Linked DNA regions of Mus musculus: region 2 is linked to region 1. The links are chromatin contacts, called in public HiCAR-type maps. All regions are on one chromosome and are shown on one strand. Each heading gives the region's core, a stretch centred on a gene start, on an enhancer-like site or on the middle of the called end of the contact. The rest is flanking DNA. Distances are from core to core; before and after follow the strand shown.

What was found. HiCAR-type assays count read pairs that join an accessible place to other places.
Region 2: a contact with region 1 is called in a HiCAR-type map of embryonic stem cells, with 2.4 times the contacts expected there. The contact joins two enhancer-like sites. A contact is called at or near these places in 1 of 484 Hi-C or Micro-C datasets (MC3T3-E1-derived osteoblasts), 2 of 115 datasets of contacts at active chromatin or transcription factors (both in embryonic stem cells) and 1 of 9 other capture datasets (adipose tissue).

The regions. Positions count from the first base shown.
Region 1 is chr1:14,291,047-14,293,837 of GRCm38.p6, forward strand. The region is part of intron 3 of Eya1 (EYA transcriptional coactivator and phosphatase 1); the gene reads right to left. Among named protein-coding and RNA genes, the nearest start is that of Eya1, 18 kb to the right of the region's middle. Within about 2 kb of position 1,450, at least 31 of the 459 cell types and tissues checked have an H3K27ac peak or open chromatin away from gene starts, as enhancers often do. A contact at or near this core is called in embryonic stem cells, where this site is marked.
Region 2 is chr1:14,419,655-14,422,445 of GRCm38.p6, forward strand. No RefSeq gene overlaps it. Among named protein-coding and RNA genes, the nearest start is that of Eya1, 110 kb to the left of the region's middle. Within about 2 kb of position 1,452, at least 4 of the 459 cell types and tissues checked have an H3K27ac peak or open chromatin away from gene starts, as enhancers often do. A contact at or near this core is called in embryonic stem cells, where this site is marked.

The DNA of each region.
Region 1 (2,791 bases), core at 200-2,699:
GCATGCTTTTGAAAAACCTGTACCAAGTGGTTCAAAAGGAAACAAATGGCACCAAATAAAGGTGGCAAAAAGTGAGTAAAATTCCACACAATAAATCAAAGTAGAAAATCTTCCTAAATATATATTTTATATGCCTGACTTTAAAAAGTTAATTCACCATGTGATTTTTCTTTACCAAAAAAGCACATACAGCTATAAACTCAATGCTTTGCTTCCAGGCAATTCTCACTTAGAAATAAATGAGGCATCTCTTTGTATTTGGACTGAGCCTACAACTTGACGTCTTCCACGGATTAAAGTCATTGTCTCTGTCTACCAAAAGGGGAGAAAAATATTAACTCTTCCAAAGGAGCACAGCTTGTACAACATCATGAATAGAAAGCCATGTTTACCACACTTCACCTTAAGGTGGTATACACTTGGCTCAGGGACTGGGTATTTGCATGTTAGCTGGTAGGCTTCTGGGAAAAGGCTGCATTCTGAGGACTCTGACCAATCAAGACATTAGTCAGTCCATTGATAGTCTTATAATACTGCAGCATTACTGGGAAGTGGTGGAAGGTAGGAAATGGGGTCTAAATGGATGAAGAAGGAAACTAGGGGTCTGCTCTGGAGAGACCAGCCTTGTCACCTGGCCCCTTTTACCTGCCTCTGGACCACTGTGATCTGAATGACTTAACTGTGGGGTGCATGCCCATCAGCAATGATGCTCTCTTTCACCTCAGGCTCGGGTACATGCAGCCAGCTGATCACAAAATGAAACCTTTAAAACTAAAAGCCAAAATACAATCTTCCTCCTTAGCTGCCGGATTCAGCTCCTTGTGTCAGGCATCCCCATCATAGTAAGGAAAATATAACGAACACACACAATCAAGAGGAAATGGTAGGCAACTTGAAGACCTGTTAGTCACAGAAACAGAGCAATGACAGTGGCTTGTGAAGAGGCTGAGGATAGTAGCCCTCTTGTTTAAAAAAAAAAAAAAAAAGTAAATGCAGGCTCCCTAGAAAGGTCCTTTACAATGCTAATTAGCCCCCACCCCCCAACAGTTAGTATTCTTGTCCCACTGGCTCAGGTTCCCAACATATCAAACCCTGGATGGATTGAAACCATACTGGAGCTCACAATCCAAACATTCCCTGAATATGGTGCCAGCTTGCTACCCAAAGCTCTCTCACAGTATCGGTCCCTTTCTCAAAATATTCACTGGCTTCTCCTACTGGCCCAGAAGTTCAAATTCCTCAGCCTGATACTCAGGGTCCTCCAAGAGCTGGCTCCAGTAGACTCCCCCAACCCTATCTCCTATCAATTCCTTCTGCAGCTCAACCTTTCTCCTCCCTATCCCTGAAACTATCCTACCTTTGTTCCCAGTGCTCCCTCATTAGCATGCATTCCAGCTCTTCCCCACCTATTCAAATTCTACCCATTCCCTAAGGGCTCAGATTCCACCTCGGCCTTGAAGCTCTGCCAGAACCTAGCAAGCTGAAGAGCTCTTTCTTCTGAACTCTGAGGGCACTCTTGTTTGCACCAGTGGCTCCTAACCTTCCTGAGAATGAAGCCCTTTTTATGACACCAAAATATTTCAGAACCCAAGGATAGCTTCTTTCTAATCTCCTGATGGAGAAAGTACAGGGTCACAAGACATGCTGTGAAACTACTGACACAAGCTTCACATTTGAGCAGATATAGCAGATGTACACAGGAAAAGGCTGGCCATGTGACTTGCTAATGGCTCACCAAATACACAAATTTGGCTCTATACACAAAACAGTGTTCTCACCTTCAGCTAGCACTCTCCTGCTCTGCATCGTGGTCTGAAGGTCTTAGTCTCCAAAAGCTATTTTGGAACATTATTGTCCTTCAGGTTTTTGCCAAAAGTCAGAATTTGTATCTCCCTCAATGAGACCATGAGCTCCTTAAGTCAGGGTCAGCTGATATTCTTGAACTGCTGAGTTCCTTTTCAATGCTTTGTGCGCAGTAAAAACTTTGTTCTCCCCTTCTATCCCCAATATTGTCTGAAGAAATTTACAAGAGTGTAGAAAGGCAGGAGGACCACCAGGTGACTCACCATAACCGACCACTTGGAGTCACTAATTAATATTTTACTGTTGTGCTCAGCTGACTGAGCTAGGAGTCTGCTAAGCTTTCCTATATCTGTCCTCAAAAAGAAGAAGAGGAAGAAGGAGGAGGAGGAGGATGAGGAATAATAATCTCGTTCATCTATCCTCAAATAAGTTGTGTATGTCAAAGATTTCTTCTAAACAGTTCATCATTCACATCGTTAACATGCATGTTTGTTTATGGCTCCTTCCTTTTTTCAGTAGAATTATCCAGATTGTAAGGTCCAGGTTTTAAATGTGTCCTTCAATGATTTCCAACAGACACCAGCCTTTAGAAACCAAAGGGCAAGCTAAATATTCCCTTTAGCTTGCTATAAGGGATATATAACATAATGGTAAAAAAAGAAAAAGCCCCATGCTAAGAATTTAGCATGTAATACAGCAGTCTCCATTTCTGACATAAGCAATGTCTTGTGTAGCTTTTAGAATGGAGAAGTAATAATTCATTACATAGTTGTGATGTGTTGAGCACCTCTTGTGTGGCCAGTATGTACTGAGCACTTTACAAGCCAGCCATAGCTCCTCTACTCCCCCATGGCAAGCATAAAGAGCATGTATTAGACTTGTGTCCTTTCAAAGATGTGAAAATTGCAGCCTAAAAATATTCCGTAACAGCCTGAGAGATCACATGGCTGGTTTCTCACTGTTGCAGTTAATTTCTCTTCTATAAACC
Region 2 (2,791 bases), core at 202-2,701, 130 kb after region 1:
CAATAAAATGGAAAGGCACATGAGAAGAGCAGGAGCTCCAGGAGAGGTTGCTTTCCCTTACTGCTCAGTTTTGCCTCCTCTTGGAGAAGGCATGGCATGGCTTGTCACAGCCAAGCACTCAGAGAGAAACACTGCACACATAGACATTTTCCTTTAAGGACCTGAGAGATCTAGACAAGAGAAGAAGTGCCCAGCTTGGTTCTACTATGTTTGGTGTAGGCAGTTAGTCAGGAGCATGAGCCTGGTTTCCATAGTTTGATGGTTAGGTTAGACTGGATTGCTCTTTCTGTCCCCAAACGCTGACACATGGGTTTCTAAAACACAACTCTGCCCTTAAGACATAGCTTGCCATCCAAGGAGTCATTCCAGATTCATTGTGAGAAACAGTAGGTAGCAGGAGGAAGGATATTAGTGACACTGGTTGTGGAGGCCTGTGTCACACTTCCCAGTTCATAATCTGCAGGGCCAAAGGTGCCATTCTCTTCCCTTTCAGTGTGCCTCATGGGGCATCTCTCAAGTGGTTCCAGACTCAGGATTAGTAAGGCAGAGATGCAGAGCAGCATGACACTCTCTCTTCTCTAAGTTTCCTATGAGCGTTTCACAGACTTAAGTGATTACTGTCAATCACTGGTAACCATGTATACACACACAAAAAAAAAATGTTACCGGGAAATAACCATCAAAATCTGACTGTATTATTTAGACCACGAGACAAAGTGTTTGCCGCTAGGACTGATGGAGAAAATCACTGCAGGTGTAGTTCCCATAGTATTTAAGAAGCTCTAATATAACGCTCACATTGGTTTACTGTAATTACAGTGGATTAGTTCACATTCTTCAGACTCACTTTGCTGTGTAAAATGAGAAGTTCAGGGCCCTGCTCTCCAAAAAGCCCTTCCAGGGTGAAGTCTAAGTAGCTGATCTCAACACAGTCTACAGAGATCTGATGCTTTTCCTGTACCGTCCACCATAGAATTACTGCCGGCTCTCTACCATTCTACTTTCTACTTATAATTTAGGTATTTTTCCATAGCAATAGGCTTCCATGTAGTTTCTTGTCAAAGACTGTGAGATCATTATGTGTAGCCCTCTATTATGGGAACCTCAAGGTGTTTGGTTTAAGCCAAAGCTACTTAGCTGGCTGTGGCCTTCTGAGTGGTGGAGTGCTTGCCTGGCATGTGTTTCACTATGATCAGATTCTCATCTTCACACTGCACAAAGTCCCTGCTCTCAAGAACCTCATCCTTGGGGGTAAGACAGGCAGCATGAAAGTATAAAACTTCCATATTTGGTGTGGAATGCAACCCAGTGGTAGAGGACTTGCTTAGCATACATAAGATTCTGGGTTTGATCCCTGACAGCCCCAGACCAACAGTCTGATAATGACAACTCACAATACAGACTGGGAGATATCATTTGTAGTATATCCAATACAGTCAGCTTCCCTAATGAGTTCCTGTGAACAATTAAGGGGAAAACCTAAGTGAACAAAGAGAGGTGAACAGTCACTTAGCATAAGAGGGTAACAGAGGCACATGAAGATACTTCTAACAAATGCAGATTAAAGTCCTAATGAACAATTGCTGGATAGCCTTGGGGCTAATTATATTTGATGTTAATTCGGTTCTCCTGAGAGGGGTTGTGAACAAAAACTGAGTCAGCACTCAGGTGATTTCCTGTAAACCTGCTTCCCTCCTTAATTTGTAAAATAAAGAAGAGCTGATGACTGAGCAGATAAAAGGGAAGGTGGAGCTGAAGGTGGGAAAGAGAAGAAGGAGAAAGTGGACAAGGGAGAAGATGCGGAGGAGGAGGAGGAGGAAGAAAAGCAGAGCGGGAGCACATGGCCTGGAGAAACTGCAAGTTCTAAGGGGCCTCATAAATGTAGAAGATGGTAGTGTAGCAGAGATCTGCCCAATCTAGATGCACAGCATGTAATTATATTAACTGTGTTGTGTTTTCATTGCCGGGGCTTATTTGGGATGGAGAGTTACACAACAATGATAAGCAGATAAGCAGAGGATCGAGTCATTCCTGGAGATGGTGAAGGTGCAACATAAAAGCACCTTCTATTGGGTCAGAAGACAGTGTAGCAGGACCATCTAAACTAAAACATGCATCTTCCTTATGATTGTGGTACTGACTAGAGTTGCTTGGGAAGAGGGAACATCAATTGAGAAAATGTCCTCAACAGATTGGCTTTTGTCTTGACCAATGATTGATGTGGGAGGGCCCCTCTCCTATGGTTGGTGCCACCCTTGCACTGGTGGGTTTGAGTGTTATAAAAAGGCAGGTTGAGAAAGCCATGAGAAGCAACTCAGTAAGCAGCACTCCTCTTTGGTCTCTGCTTCAGTTGCTGACTCCAGGTTCCTGGCCAACCTCCTCAGGAAGACAGACTATAAGCCAAAGGGTGAAATAAATCTGTTTCTTCTCACGTTGTTTTTGGTTGTAGTGTTTTAACACAGCAATAGAAACCAAGGATAACCATCAATACCATTATTGGAACAAATGAGTCTTTATGTCCAAAACTAGGACAAAAATCAGACTACCCAGAAATGTTATACTTACAATATATTTTTTAAAAAGTACAGTGGGCAAGTCAAATATATATTAGTGATATATAGAATAAAGTATGGGATAGTTAGGCACTGAATTGCTGCATAGCAATGACAAGCATGGTCCCATAGTCAATATACTGAGTGAGACTGAAGAGTACAGATAAGGATTCTTTGTGTTTCAGATTACATGAAGCTTAGTGAGAAGCCCTGTCAATCTAGCATGGTGGAACTCAGCA